2 separate regions of the Mus musculus genome follow, and region 2 is linked to region 1. The links are chromatin contacts, called in public HiChIP or PLAC-seq maps. All regions are on one chromosome and are shown on one strand. The core of a region is the stretch at or near the end of the contact, and the rest is flanking DNA. Distances in the headings are between cores, read along the strand shown. Region 1 holds the start of Six2 (sine oculis-related homeobox 2). Region 2 has its middle 58 kb from the start of Gm29418.

Region 1 (7,738 bases), core at 1,792-4,291:
AGGTGGAGGGAAATGCACAAGGCTGAAAGCTGGGGTCAAGTAGAGACCCAAAGCACTTGGCACTCCAGGCCTCTTAAGCAGCTGCTCAATGCGCTGGAACGGAGTGCAGAGCTTGTCTGAGTGTCACGCTGCTGTCTATCAAATCCCTACCCAGACAGCCTATGCTCTGTCCTGGTGCAAATTCTGGGAAGGAGGGGCCAGAGACTGCTGTGTGTGAAGGGACCCTAGCTGAGATTCTAACCTTTTTAGGGCAGGCATCCAGCCGGCCCCCTGCTGCCAAGAGGTTCTGGCCCAAACCTGCTAGAACTGGTTTGTGACAGAGGAAGGAAGGGATAGGTAGTATCATATCACACTCCCGCTTTGGGTAACGGGGCTACAGTTTGTCTATGCTTGCTGGGTAATGACTTTTCATCGGGCACCCTGGGTGGCAGGTCCCTCCTCTGCTCTGCTCTGCTCTGCTCTGCTCTGCTCTGCTCTGCTCTGCTCTGCTCTGCTCTGCTCTGCTCTGCTCTGCCTGCTGCTGAGTGCTGCCTGGAGGCCCTAGGCAGGATTGGTGGCCTGGGGACCACAAGGGAGGCAGCACGGGGATGTCCAGAATTGTGGAGCTCTGGGATTCAGAAAATCTGCCTACTGTCAGCATTGGCAGGACCCAGTCCATCAACTTAAAGCCTCAAAGGCTCATGGAGGGGCAGGTTTGATGACATGAGAGATCATCTTTGTGATGTTAATACTCTCAAACCTACTGCAGGCCAGCACTGAGAGGGGCTGGGGAGAGCACTGAGGCCCCAGCTAACCGGGAAATGGGCCCAGAGTCTTACACCAGGAAGTGACTAACTGGTCTAGCACCCAACCAATGGATGTCTTTCCTTCTCTGGCCTTCTTTTATCAAACAAAAACAAAACAAACAAACTGTGGTGGCTGTGACCAGAGCTGGGATCTTCTGGTCGGCTGAATCCTTTAAACTCTGGTCACTCTTAGCAGCAAGCTGTGCTCTAGAACCTCCGGGCAGTCTGGGTAATATATTTCCCAGGTCCCCTGGAATCCTCAGAGCTCACTAAAGGGCATCCATGTCAAACAGGGCAGCCTGAACACACTAGAGTCTGCCCTACCCACAGAGGAAGTCCACAAAGATGACATCTGGATTTCTGCAGTAACTTGTTCAGGTGCTGGCTTAGCACCAACTTAGGCAGTCTTCTGTTTTCAACTCAAGATAAAGGACAGGGCTCCCAGAGCTAAAGTCTTAGGGAAAGCCACAGTGCTCATCTCTCCCATGCTTACATCATCACAGAAAGACTTGTGGCATTCTGGAGCAGAGGGGAAGTTTGGGAAATGATGCTGGATCCTTAAATAAATAAATATGTACCTTACCCATAAACAACCAGCAACCAGAAACCAACGCTTAGGCTCGGGACTCCATTTTCAATATCTGCCTCTCCATCGCCTTAGAAAGCTGACAGGGTTGTTAACAAAACGAGGTCTAGAGGTTTTAGCATGGTCTGTGCCTCCTTGGATCTTGGCATTGAATGTCACTAGGAGCTTGCAGCTGGGTGGGAAAGGGCGGAATGGATGCCCAAAGGACAAGCCTTGCCAAGAAATAAGCCGTGGGCCTTTCAAACTCTGGAAACTTCAGGGATGTCCCTGACCCCACCCCTCCAGTGCACCCCTAACCTTCTATTGCTTGGATTTTTCCAAAGGACCAGCACTTCGTATGTTCTGGGGGAGTTCTGACAAAGAAACAAAAAGCAGGGCTCCTCCTACCCACTTTCTAAGGCCAATCTTGCCGGAACTTAGCGCTGGGTTCTCAGGCAGAAGAGACCAGGAACCCGAGCCCAGAAGTAGGGAGACAGGAAGCTGGTAAATCCAGTCTCTTCTGTGCACCTCACCCCCACCCCGGGAAGTGCGACAATTACCCTACACACGCTGCCCTGGGCTCCCCGGGGCAGTCTGCGGGTCTATGCGGGCTCCCCTGTTTTGTGTCGCCGCCCTTGCAAGATTCAACTTCCGTAAAGGCCACACGAGACTGCCGGGAGTTTCTCGGGTCCTGGGCCCCGTGGGGTTAAGTCTGAGTCCCCGCCTGGCGAGGAGCAGATCGCGCCGAGTGGGGGCGGTACCGGCCGCGGGGCAAGCAGCCTGCTGCGAAAGGAAGGAAAGGCGGGATCCTCCGGGAAGTTGATTCTCAGGCGTCCAGCTGCGGCCACTGCCAAATCTCTGACTTCTCTCCCCACCTCCTCCCCCTTTCCCTAGGGGATAGACATCTCGGGTCCCGGGTTTCTTGCATGGGGGTGGGGTGTTGTCAGCTAGAAAAGCCAAGCCTTTCAGAGGCCCCCTAAGAGAATCCAAACTCTCCATCCCACTGACCTCCTCCTGGGTTAGTGTCTCTGCCTGTCAGCTGCGACCTTCCGAGCGACGCAGTGACCCAGCCGGAGCTGGAGCACCTGGCGAAGCCTGGGTGAGGCTGTTGCGACGCCTCTTATTTAAAAAAAAAGGGAGGGGTGTCTCACACTTTTTCTCTTGAAGGCTCCTTCTGTCCCCCTCTTTTCCTTTCCTGAAAGGCACCCCCTTAAACGGTCCTCCGCCTTCCCTTCTACTCCCTTCCTTCCCCACTTCGGTCCTCCTCTTTTCTTCGAGGGCCCCCACCCAGCCCCCTCCTTCGGGGTCCTCCTCCTCCTCTGCTCTTTGGGCGTCCGCCCCGTCAATCACCGCCGTCTCGGGGCCCCAGCCCGGCTCCTCTCCGCCTCCCGGGCTCTGGGAGTGCCTGGGGCTCCCGTCTCGGCCAACCTCCGCTCTGTGCAGAGCCGGGGCGATCTGTCAGCGGAGCTGGCCGAGGGGGGCGGGGGTGGGAGCCGCCCGGGCCGCCGGGGCTCGGGTTACCGGTGACTGACAGCGTCTCCATGGCGAATAATTTGACTCGACTATTGTCTGGCGCGGGCAGGCCCCGGGTCAGATAACCCGACCAATCAGGGCGCGGGCCGCCGCGCCTCATGCCCGCTTAGAATAATATTATTAAAAAAGCTGCAAGCGAGCTAGACGGGAGGGAGAGCGAACGAGCGAGGAGCCGGCGAGCGAGCGGCGGGCGGGCGCGGAGCATGCGGAGCGGCGCCCCGGGCGGCCTCCGGGCTTGGGCGCGGGCGAGGCGCGCGGGCGGCGGGGGCGCGGAGCTGCGCGGGGCCGGCGGCGGGAGCGAGGACGGATCGTTGTGACTCAGGAGTCGCTCGGGAGCCGGCGCCTGGCCAGGGGGCCCCGCCCGCCTGTCGGCCGGCCGGGGCCGGCGGGGAGGCGCCCATGCGGGGCCGCGAAGCGCGGTGAGGGCGCGCGCGGGCGGGCGGGCGCGCAGCCGCCACCATGTCCATGCTGCCCACCTTCGGCTTCACGCAGGAGCAAGTGGCGTGCGTGTGCGAGGTGCTGCAGCAGGGCGGCAACATCGAGCGGCTGGGTCGCTTCCTGTGGTCGCTGCCCGCCTGCGAGCACCTCCACAAGAATGAAAGCGTGCTCAAGGCCAAGGCCGTGGTGGCCTTCCACCGGGGCAACTTCCGCGAGCTCTACAAAATCCTGGAGAGCCACCAGTTCTCGCCGCACAACCACGCCAAGCTGCAGCAGTTGTGGCTCAAGGCGCACTACATCGAGGCGGAGAAGCTGCGCGGCCGGCCGCTGGGCGCCGTGGGCAAGTACCGCGTGCGGCGCAAGTTCCCGCTGCCCCGCTCCATCTGGGACGGCGAGGAGACCAGCTACTGCTTCAAGGAGAAGAGCCGCAGCGTGCTGCGCGAGTGGTACGCTCACAACCCCTACCCGTCGCCACGAGAGAAGCGCGAGCTGGCCGAGGCCACCGGCCTCACCACCACGCAAGTCAGCAACTGGTTCAAGAACCGGCGGCAGCGCGACAGGGCGGCCGAGGCCAAGGAAAGGTACGAGTAAGTGAGCATCTGCGCCGGCTTCCCTGGTCCTGGGAGAAACGGGTGCGGGAGGATGGGGAGCTCCTGGACAGGACTAAATCGCACCCGGACCCCGGGTACCAAGCTCGGCCGCAGCTCAGGCTGGCTCAAAACAGCGCTTAGGTCTTTTCTGGAGGCTGAGCGACCCGGAATTTGTCTAAAGCGGGCAAAGCGGTGCGTAAGTTCAGTAACTAATTCCTCAGTCGCTTGTGGACTAAACTGGAAAAACGGCGAGTTTCAGAGAGGGCAGGGCTGTGGGCCTGAATTCCCTGCGAGGTAAGCGTAGGCTTAGGGCCTGATCTTCGAACAACCAAGGGCGTCGGGGATCAGGGGGTTTAGGACGTCACCTCCAGGTCAAAGAGATTTTTAGGGGTCAGGGCAGGGGTTGGAATCTCCCTAGTATTATCTGGGTAATGACTGCAATATCTATGCAAGGTAGACCTATTCCTTGTCTGGGCATAAGAGCTGGGCACAAGAGAGTTGGGAGTTATCCCGCGTAGAAAGGACCCAAAGATGTAAGGCCTCCGGGGGAAATGTCTGCTGAGGAAGAGAAGGCAATCCAGCCTGCCTTTCCTGAACTTGCCAGACCCTTGAAGACCTCGCTCTCCTTAGGTTCTGCTCTCTTTGATGGGCAAGTCGGGTGTGCGAGGTAAACTGGGATCTGCCGAAAGACTGGGAGCTTTCTTTTCTATCGGAATCTAAGACTTTCCAAACTAACCTAAGCTACAGACACCCCTGTAACTGTCTGTAACCCGCTTTGGGCTTAAATCTGGACAAGGAAACTAGGGGATCGAGATCGGAGAGAAACGGATTATGGGAACGGATTTCTCCTTGGGGAACAGCAAAACAAGACACCTGGGTTAGGTGATGTGGATGTGTTGAACACCGTTTGAAGGATCCAGGGTCAGGGTATCGAACAGTAGGGGCAGAAGAGCAAGCTGCAGACTGGACCTGGGTATTTGAAATCCCCAAGTTTGACTTTGAATGGCGATGATGTCTTGCTCATTCCCCCACCCCCCACCCCAAGAAATCTGAAAGAATGGCCGTTAGGAATCCACTAATAGGTTTTACCCAGGATTTCAAATACCCATATCTGGTCAGGGACTGTCCGCAAAAGCAGGCAAGAGGTGGATTCATCTGCGATGGGTTCTCCTCTGTCAGGCTCCATAAGGGCTGGGGTTCCTGACTAGGCCCCAGGTGAGAGCTACAGATTGTGCCTCCTTGTTTCTGCCTACGATCTGAGCCAGCTCTCAGCACCCTGCCCTTCCTTCTACCTTCTCCCCTAGGGAAAAGGAGTCCTCCATTCTCAAAGCCCCATCTTTCTGCCCAGTCAAATGAGCTCCTGCTCAGCTTGGAATTAGGGATCATAGTCTCAGTAGGGAGGGGTTTCCCTCGCGCAGAGAAAGGCAAAGGGAAACTAGGCCTGTGCTCACCCAAGTCGAAGTGGGCCCCTCAGCCTGGGCTCGCTGTATCTGAAGCTTCTATTCCCCACTTCTACCCAGCAAAGCTCGTTTGTACGGTATTTTCCCTCACTTCTCCCAACTCCAGGCTCCCCACTTTGGTGCCGCAGCTCTCTTAAGGAATGGGGTGGGAGACAGGACAGGAAATACTGGGAACAGGAAAGGTAGTCATGACATTAAGGACATGGGCTGATACAGGGAGAGGGACAAGCGAAAACTAGTGTTGAGGGTTTGAGAACGCAATTAAGAACAAGAAGTCAAGTGTGGGAATGGTAGAAACAGCAAACACCCTTTAGCAACCGCAGCGGGGCCCCAGGTGCTGGCATCCTGAGGGTCAGCGCAGAGTGGCCCTGGTTCCCCCTGACCCCGCTCCTTTCCTCCTGCGCTTGCAGGGAGAACAGCGAGAACTCCAATTCCAGCAGCCACAACCCGCTGGCTTCCTCGCTCAATGGCAGTGGCAAGTCGGTGCTAGGCAGTTCCGAGGATGAGAAGACGCCGTCGGGGACTCCAGACCACTCGTCGTCCAGTCCCGCTCTGTTGCTCAGCCCGCCGCCGCCCCCTGGGCTGCCTTCCCTGCACAGCCTGGGCCACCCTCCGGGCCCGAGCGCAGTACCCGTACCAGTGCCCGGTGGAGGCGGCGCGGACCCACTGCAGCATCACCACAGCCTGCAGGACTCCATACTCAACCCCATGTCGGCCAACCTTGTGGACCTGGGCTCCTAGAGCTCTGTTCGCCTCCGGGCGCTTGCTTTCCGTGCTTGATGAAGCGGTGTGGGAGGGCGATAGATTCTGGAGTCTGTGCCGCGTACTGGAAGACTGCCCTGCCACGCTGGAGCGGCAGAACCGGCGGCGGGACAAAGTGGACAATGGTCTGCTCGGTATCCTTTGGGGATTCATTTTCAACAAGTTGCTTTTGAGATCCTTTGGAGGCCAGAGACCGAGTCTTGAACTAGGCAAGGGAATAAATTATAAGCCACCACCACCCCGATTTTTAAAAAATCTCTTCTCCTTTCTCTCTCCTTTTTCTTTCCTCTACTTTCCTTTCGAGTTTATTTCATTTTTTTCTCTCTCCCCGCTTTACGTTTTCTCTTTCCCTCCTTTATAAATATCTCTCTCTCTCTCTCTCTCTCTCTCTCTCTCTCTCTCTCTCTCTCTCTCTCTCTCATTTCTCACATTGTATCCCCAGTCTTTCTTCCTTCTGGTGTCATCTATTTGAGTTCCTTTCTCAACTTTCTAAGAGTCCGACGTGATGTGAACGGAGGTAGACATTCTGGGTCTTCGGTCCTCAAAGACATCTCCCTCCTCTCAGTGTGAGCCTAAGGTGCCAGCTTCTGACTAACAAATGAGCAAGAAAGGCTGCACCCCAGAAGCACCTGAATTCTCATTTCTCTCTCTCTCTCTCTCTCTCTCTCTCTCTCTCTCTCTCTCTCTCTCTCTCTCTCTCTCTCTCTCTCTCCCTCTTCCCCACCTCGCTGGTTCTTCTCTTCCTCCTGGGACTGTGACCTCCGTGCTCCCAGCCCAGAGTGCCTCCGCAGCCGCAGACTTGCCTGTTCCATTTTACGCCCTCATGTGAATGTTCGTCGGGAGATATTTCTGCTTTTATTTTATAATAAAATTAGAAACCATAAATATATGGATATATGCCCCGAGGCCCGGTGGTCTCGCGTGTACCGACGTCTGATTTCCCTTACAGGGACTGAATACTCCGGGTGGGAAGGTCTGGGTACCGGGCAGAGTACTGGAAACCTGGAGCGACCTTTTCTCAGTGTGTCTCCGGCAAGGTGAAGGCATAGGACTGAAAACTCTGAAACCTCCTCCCGTGAGACCTCAGTCCCTTTTCTCGGCAGAGCTCTCAGACTTCCGCTTCCCCATAGCCACCTCCCGGAGCGCCCCACCCCCAGCCCCGCGCCTGACTTCCCCCCCACCCCCACCCCCAACACACACCTCTGGGCTTGTGGAAGGCGAGAACGCGTGCGTGCAGAGGTACTAAATGAGTTTGGACTTGTGGAGTCTGGAAGGGAAATTGGGACGTTTTGACTCCTCAGCATGGTCGAAGTCACTAGAACTGGAAATGATACTGTGGGCTGAGTCTCAGGACCAGTAGCAGTGGCTGAGACCTATGTTCCCAGAGGCTAACGGTGGCGGAAAGGTCTCTGAGTTCGGCAACCTACACCAGATACAGTGGAGGAAAAAGAGAGTGGACGGTCAGCGGCACGCCTGTGTTGTCCTTGCTAAAGTGGGTGCACTGACTCCCACCGGCAGCCCAGGGACTCCCTTCGATTGCCCCTCTAGCTGTAAATAAGTCTACAGTATTGTTTTCGGCCTGGGGTTTTAGCCCCCTTTTGCCCA
Region 2 (7,738 bases), core at 2,045-4,544, 170 kb before region 1:
CAAGCTAGGCAGGAATGTTCAAAACACAGCCGGGGATGGGGAGCCTATGACAGTAAAATTTTAAGGCTTCATTTTTGGTAAAATATGACTTGCTGTCAGGTATATGGGTTGGTAGCTTTGATGCAAATATGTAATAAATCTCACCTCTTCACTGAAATCTGAAGAGATTTTCTTCATATAAATAAAAGCGGGAGTGTGGCAAAAATGGCTTTTGATCACTTCACATGAAAGGTGTTGCAGATTGCCATACTGTTACTGTAATTAAAGGACATTGGAGTTCAGGGGGGGGGAGTCCCGCCTGCAAATCTCCCCACCTGCCTCTGTTTAAAAGACACTTTTGTTGAAAACCTCTCTCACCCAACTTTGCTGTAGTTTTAACCTTGTAGTTAGAAAGGAAAGTTTTAACAAGAAAATCGTCTTACAGGCCCTCCTCAGGCTGTGAATGGCACTGGCCTTTGCAAAAGCAGAGTTTCTCTGCAGCCTCTGCAGCAGCAGCAACGGTCCTATTTGATCAGAAAAAGAGTTCTCCAAGGGCCCTCTCCCTCCTCTTCCCTTTCGTTCCTAAGACTCCCGTGTGTTAGGTTGAAATGAGAAGTTTAAGATGTTTTGTTTTTTGGTTTGGTTTTGGTTTTGGTTTTGGTTTTGGTTTTGGTTTTGGTTTTGGTTTTGGTTTTGGTTTTGGTTTTGGTTTTGGTTTTGTTGTTGTTTAGCAATCTACTGTGCACATCACAGTGTCTGCCCCACAGTCACAGGCTGAGACTGGCTGAGGGTTTGCTGTTGATCTGGTCCCATCTACTCACACAAGCTGGGCATCACGAGGCTGGGTAGCCTCCTTAGGAGTGATATTTGGTTCCATGTTGTGTCCTTGTTTTGATAGGGTGGCAGACAATGGCTGGGTTTGTCCCGCTCCACTCCTCTGAGTGGATGAATACAAATGTCTGACATTTTGAAAAGAGAACTCAAAAGGAGAGAGCATGCTCTCTTGCTGTTCTCAAGTGGTCCGGCACAAGACGGGCGTAAGGATGATTGATGATGATAGCCAGGCATCCCACATGGCCTGTTTGTGTGGATTTAGTGCCAAGCGTGTTGTGTCTGCTTCTCATCATTTTCTTTGTGTTTAGTGCAGCATTGGGCATGATAGAAACACAGCAGAAATTGAACTTGATAGAGGTCTGGGTAATGTGGCTTGTAAAGCCATCCTGAAATTTGGCAGTGTAGTGCCTGGGGACGTCTATGCTGGAAAACACCGCTGAGAACTTTCTATCTCCTGGAGGTTTCCCCTGACCGCTCACCATGGCTGCCACTCAAGCTCGGTTCTCACGGTGGAGTTAGGGAAAACCGAAGAGCTATGCTTCCATGCCTTGTGCCATCCCATGTCATTTAAGGTCATACAGTGTGTGTTCTGTGTCTTCTTCTCACCCAGCCTTGAGCCAGCTTCTCCGGGGCTGTTTCGGAAGCTGGGAACAGCATGTTCTCTGTTAGTGCTCCTCCCTGGCAAACGTGCTTACACAGTCTGCCATTCCCTATCTAGAGGAATGCTAGACCCTCTTTATACATCCTTTGAGAAGTCCTGCTCTGAGCTGATCTTGAGTGATTAAGGGCAGTGAGCATCTTTTAAATCGGGCACACAAACACTTCCTTCACTATTTTGGGTTTTCCTGAATATCTTTTGATAAAACTTTTTATCATTTTTCTTCAGTTGGATCCTGAGTACCTCCAAGTGTTTTTGCAGCTGTGGCCTTTTCACAGTAGGCCTTTTTTTGGTGAGGTTTTGCACCAATTATTGTAGAACAGAAGTAAGCTGGAATGTTAAGATGTTAGTATGGCATCTGAGCATCTAACTGAACCAACTCTGCTCCCTGTCCGTGCTCTATTCCGGATGGGTCTCCCAAACTTTCTAGGAACATAACTTTATTGTATGCCAATCCTAGCAGTCTAGAGTCACATCTCTATATTTTACTTCTTTTCCTTCGCTTTGACTTGTCTAGGACTTCCATCCAGATCAGTATGACTTCATCGTAATGGGTGTTCCTTCTCACTGTGGATGCCAGGGGCAGTAATTGCAGTATTTCATCTCTGAGGTCCTAGCTGACATTCCGTCTCGAGGGGGGAAAAAGTCTTCCCAGCTTGTAGGAGTTGGTTTGCTGTGTGTGTTATGTTTCATTAAATGGTTTTCCTGCCTCTGTTGAGATGATCATAGATTCTCTCTCTCTCTCTCTCTCTCTCTCTCTCTCTCTCTCTCTCTCTCTCTCTCTCTCTCTTTGGTTTGTTAATTGAGCCCTGTTTTGAAATGTTGAACCAATATGACATCCCAGGAAATACATTCGGTTTGACTTTTCTCATTTGTGCTGAGAGTGATTTTAGTTGGCTTAAAAATCCCAAATTGGACAGGCAGGATTTGAGTTGCCTAAAGGCTAAGTGCTTGGCTGGCCTCCGCTAACTGTTGTTCTGCTCACTTGGCTTTGGGTGGTAGGGCCCATGGTTGTTCTCTTCAGAGGTTTGCTGAGGGTTGTAGGAGGATATAAAGGAATTTGAAATGTACCCTTAACTTTTAAAAGTTGGTAATCTAGAGGGCTAACGGGAGCATACTAGCTGGAGATTGGGGCCAGTCTGAAATCAGATGGGTGAAGCAATTGGCAGTAGCTTGCCATATGATAAGATATGATATGATATGATATGATATGATATGATATGATATGATATGATATGATATGATATAATAATTCATCCTGACCTCAGAAATTGTAGTAAAGTCCAAGCAGTTCCACAAGAGCAGAGAGCATATACCGCCATGGAATCAGACAATCCACAATCCAGGGCACAGACAGGAATCTAATAATCTCTTGGTTTCCATGACAACCAGAGGTGGCTTCACCTGATGCCCAGGAACTTGAGCTTGCAGGTGTCTGCTTGCATGGAGCCACTTCGAGGTCCTGCTTCTCATGTTCTGTTCTGCTGGGTTTTTTGTGTGTTTGTTTGGTTGTTTGGTTGTTTGTTTTTTGTTTGTTTGTTTGTTTGTTTTGTTGTTGGTTTTGTTTTTTGTTTTACCTTAAAGAGAAATTTCAATTTATACAAGCTTTAGACCCTAAAAGATCCCTTACAATGACCCAGTTTGCAGTTTGTGGGCTAGCAACCACGCCTGGACCCTGTGCTCTGAAGGCCCCTTTCTGGCAACCCTGATAATTCTCTCAGTTTAGCAATTAGAGTGGGTGGCAGATTAAATTACCCTGTTGCTTCCCAGCTGGGCTGGAGGAACCGTGGGTGTCACATGGAAGCAGCGCTCGGCCAGCTCACACGTTGCGCTCCGCGGGGGCACGTGATCAAATTCATTATTAACGCTGAGCTGATCTGGTTACCTTGATTGACACTAAGTGATTTCAGCCCAAGCTATATTTGTCTTCACGGAGGGAAAACGAGCGCGGTGGAGCTGAAAGGTTATTTTCCTCTTCAAATACGTTTGGGGCTGTCACTGCGGAGTTACGCACCCTGACATCAAAATCAGTCCCACGGGCTTTGGGAGACAGAAAATGACATCATGGGCAAAAAATGGTGTCAGGTTAGTTTTATTTTTTCATTCACTTTTTGAACCCTGACAGAGAAGTCGGTGGTTGTCTAGAACGTGCAAGGCTTCCAGGCAAGGAAAAGAAGAATTAGTGGCAGCTACACTTGTTTGCGCCCACAGAGAGAGCTTCCAGGACATCTTTCTCTGCTGTCGGAGCCCTTCTCTTATACTGTGAAGCTTAATTCATTTTATTTTTTTTTAAGGTTTTGGTGTCTACTTAATAAGCCTAATGAATGATTGAAACTGCTATTGAATGAAATGTTAGCTCCTAATTATTTTTTATAGTACCCAGAAGAAAAATGCTACCCACGAGAAACTGTTGTTGGGCACATTAATCAATGAGAGACCCGGTTTTATATTTACAGTGTTATGTTGTGAGCATGTGCGCAACAAGGCAAACCCAGTATCAGAAGAGAATCTGAGAATTTGAGCCTATGGCTCTCAGCAGGAAGGTTAAATTAGATGGAAGGGGGGATTCGAGCCTGAAGACACTGGATAGATTGAGCTACTGTGTCTTAAAGTGAACCAGCTCTCCCCTAAGAGGATTTCTTTAGTCTTGGGATGAAGTAAAAAGTTAAATTTAATGAGCAATGTTTTCTTTTCTTTTCTTTCGAACTTTTGTTTATTCTTTGAAAATTCCACACATATGTACAATGTATCTTTTTATTGAAAATTCTTATAGTATATTCAGATTACATCCCCCCCAATCCTCTCCACCTCTCCAACCACTGGACTCCATTCATTCTCTCTCTCTCTCTCTCTCTCTCTCTCTCTCTCTCTCTCTCCAGAAAATAAACAACAGAACAGAACAAAACAACAAAAGGCACACCTCCATTATAACTATTCCCTCCCTTCTCCCCCCTCCCCCTTCCCCCAGGAACCCCTTCCCATCCCCCTTCCGACTCTGGACTCTCTTATATTTATTCCTTTAACCCACTGAGGCCAATTAGCTCCAGATGCCTGGGGTACAGGCATCTGGAGCCTAGAGGACGATGCGTGTGCTACAAAGGGCCTGGCTGGAGAAGTTACCCAAGCCCTTGGAGGAGCCCAGAAGATCGTGAGTTGGATCCCAGACATTGGACGGTTGGAGATTGACTTTTGCTTTTGATTGTGACTGTGCCCTGATATTTTCCCTCTTGAAGGAAGAAACTGTTTTAGTGGAGCCCACAGTTAAGAGACTTTTAATTGTAAAAAGACTTTGGATTTTAAAAGAGATGGATATTTTAAAGAGATTGAAATTTTAAGAATATGTAAAGGCTGTGGGACTTTTAAAGTTATTTTAAAGTTATTTAGATCTTGTGAGGGGAGGGCTAAGCTAAGCACACTCAGATGCACAGACTCTTGCGTGGTTTTGGTTTGGGGGATTTTTGTTTGTTTGTTTGTTTATCACAAACGCAAATAGTAATTGCAAGCAGTAGAATTTCTGATTTATGGAAAATTCAGTTATGAATTAAAACTGTAGTATTTCTTTTTGAATGTGGCCAATGGGCTATGGGCAGCACAGTGACTGAGTATTAATCCACAGTTACCTCTTTAAACCCAGGGCCAAGTCCTTTCATCCTCAGCTCACAGTAGGTCCCTTCCTCCCTAATTTGCATACCCACTCCCACCCTCCCTAATCTACATAGCCACGCCCACACACAGTTTCATGGCAACCTGTTGATGATTTTTATAGTCTTTGTAATAAAAATATGTGTATTTCATAAAATTAACATGACAAATATGTTATGATGCAAAGTTCTCTGTGTTAAACATTTTCTCAAGTATTAAATCAGACAATTTTTGCAACTGGTCAAAATTCTATAATAATAGAAATTTAAATAAATAATTAAAATACAATGGCACTAGAGATATACTTGCCTTTACACAGGAGGGATTTCTTTTGCCAGTTTGCCAAGCTGACTGTATTCCAGGAACCTCGAATCCACCTGAGATGGTGTCATGCCTCTGTTCTATTGTCCCCTAAGTAATACACAGACCGAGAAACTGTGCTCGTGAGCTACAAGGAAGGCATGAAGGAAGGTATAGCAGTGACCCTCAACTCTACCTTCTTCAATTCCTTCTGCATCAACCCTTCCCCGCTGCACAACAAATCACTTCAAACATCCTTGCTGATGACCTAGAGCAGATTCAGTTAGATCAAAATTGGCTGGCTGACTAAGAGAAAATTGTTTGTGGTCATTGCACACATTTGTATTCGAAAGTTCCAAGAAACAGACTTGCCTGAAACTTAACTATGTCTGATCATTTTGTTCTCATACAGAAGTACCTTATTTTACCTAATGTGCTCTGGAAAAGTTAAAAAATCAAAATATTGTTACTGTACCTTGAAAAGACAAAGATTTAAAAAAATTTCCCATTTGTTTGTCTATTTTGTGTGTCTGTGTGGCAGGATATGTGTCTGTGTGGCAGGATGTGTGTGTGTGTGTGTGGTGTGTGTGTGTGTAGCTGGAGGGTGCCTTATAGGGGCTGGTTCTCTCCTCTCACTCACATGGGTCCTGGGGATCACACCAAGCCAGTGGCTAGTGTGTGTTTGTGTGTGTGTGTGTGTATGTGTGTGTGTGTGTGTGTGTGTGTATACATGTGTCTCTCTCTGTGTACTTACATGTTTTTGTATATGCGTTTCTGTGTATATGTGTGTACTTAAACACACATTATTGGAGTTATAAATTAAGTTCATGGGGGGGGAGTGAATTTTGCTTACCTTTTATCTAACTTAGTCAATCCAAAACCCACCATAAAATTTTGGTTGATGGCCAAAATCAGAGTAACTTTCAGTCAGAAAAGTCTAAAAAACCATATTTACTTATTTTCATTGACGTGTATGCATCCATGTGAGCACATGGAAAGTGTGTGTGGGGTGTGTGTGTGTGTGTGTGTGTGTGTGTGTGTGTGTGTGTGATCCATGGAGACCAGAAGAGGGCATGAGAATCCCTAGAGTTGGGGTTGAGTCACCTGGCCTGGATTCTGGGATCTGCACTCAGGTCCTCTGCAAGAGCAGGAAGTGCTCTCAGCCTCCGAGTTACATTTCTATGCACATCAGCACGTAGCACTGAGATGCTCTTGTGTATGCGTCCTACCCCTGGTACTGAGGCTTAAGAACTCCATTAGGCACGGGACCAGTCCTCTAACGGTGCCTGTTCTGGGGGAGGGCAGGATTCTGGGAATCCTCTCCGCCGAAGCCTTTTCTCCTCAGACCTCCCTCCCGACTCACTGGACTCTGCTTCCTTTTCTTTCATTCTCATGGACAAGAACTATTTCCATCTCTCTAGTAGGATGCCTCTTCCACACTTATGGCCACTTGCCACTTTGAGATGTAACCTGACTTAGAAGTAAGTTGTTTGAAGCGTTAGTAACTAAGAGATCTTGAGTTGAAATTGTAGGTGCTTAGAGAGCTCAAAACCCAGTGGCTGAAGTTCTCATAGGAAAAAGGAAGGAACAGAAGAAACACACACAGGGAAGGCCAGGGGGAAAATGGGGACAGAGCGGGGATCGAGGAGGGACAGAGCGGGGTTGTCCTGCCACCTGACCCAAGACAAGGCTGAGACCAGTAGAGAAAGCCAGGAAGCCTTCTTCCACAGAGACTGTGGAGGGACACAGCCTTGCTGGCGTGTTGACTTTGTTCCTCTGGACTCTAGGCCTGTGAAAGAACAAACTTCGGTTAGCTTGGGACCCCTTGTTTGTGTGTGGTCCTTTGTCACGGCATCTGCAGGAAAGAGTGGAATACGGAAGTGTTCGTCCTTAACCATCGTCATCTAAGTCAGTTCCTTGATGGTTGTTTGAAGTTATTGTTCAAATCACATATAATTGATGGGCATGGTGTCAGCCAGGCACTGCTGGCACACACCTTTAATTCCAGCATAGGAAGGCAGAGACAGGCAGACCTCTGTGAGTTCAAGGTCAGCCTGGTCTACAAAGTGAGTTCCAAGACAGCCAGTTACATAAAGAAACCCTGTCTAAAAAAAAAAAAAAAAAAGTAGGCGTAGGTGTGATGTCTTATTTTCTTTCATGAATTTATAGCCTCTGTAAATGTACATCTTTTTTTTTCCTTCCCCTTTATATTCTGAGAGAGATTCTCAAATACACAACAGAACACCAACGGGTTGGAGAGATGGCTCAATAGTTAAGAGCACTGGCTGCTCATGCAGAGGACCTGGGTTTGGCTTGCAGCGGCTT

The links. HiChIP or PLAC-seq counts read pairs in DNA pulled down with a chosen protein or histone mark.
Region 2: an H3K4me3 HiChIP or PLAC-seq map of craniofacial prominence shows a contact between it and region 1, with 5 times the contacts expected there. The contact joins the enhancer-like site here to the promoter of Six2 in region 1. A contact is called at or near these places in 2 of 39 promoter capture datasets (hippocampal neurons and second pharyngeal arch cranial neural crest), 5 of 484 Hi-C or Micro-C datasets (the CH12 cell line, granulosa cells, muscle stem cells and 2 more), 9 of 115 datasets of contacts at active chromatin or transcription factors (astrocytes, craniofacial prominence, embryonic forebrain and 6 more) and 1 of 9 other capture datasets (embryonic stem cells).

What each region holds. Positions count from the first base shown.
Region 1 is chr17:85,683,557-85,691,294 of GRCm38.p6, reverse strand. It overlaps Six2 (sine oculis-related homeobox 2), which reads left to right and starts at 3,041. Exons shown (of 2, transcript NM_011380.2): 1 at 3,041-3,902; 2 at 5,782-7,027. The coding sequence starts at 3,343. The coding sequence ends at 6,112. CJ186046Rik (a long non-coding RNA gene) reads right to left here and starts at 2,801. Exons shown (of 9, transcript XR_001782258.2): 1 at 1-2,801.
Region 2 is chr17:85,853,832-85,861,569 of GRCm38.p6, reverse strand. No RefSeq gene overlaps it. Among named protein-coding and RNA genes, the nearest start is that of Gm29418, 58 kb to the right of the region's middle. Within about 2 kb of position 3,294, at least 21 of the 459 cell types and tissues checked have an H3K27ac peak or open chromatin away from gene starts, as enhancers often do. A contact at or near this core is called in craniofacial prominence, hippocampal neurons, muscle stem cells and 2 more, where this site is marked.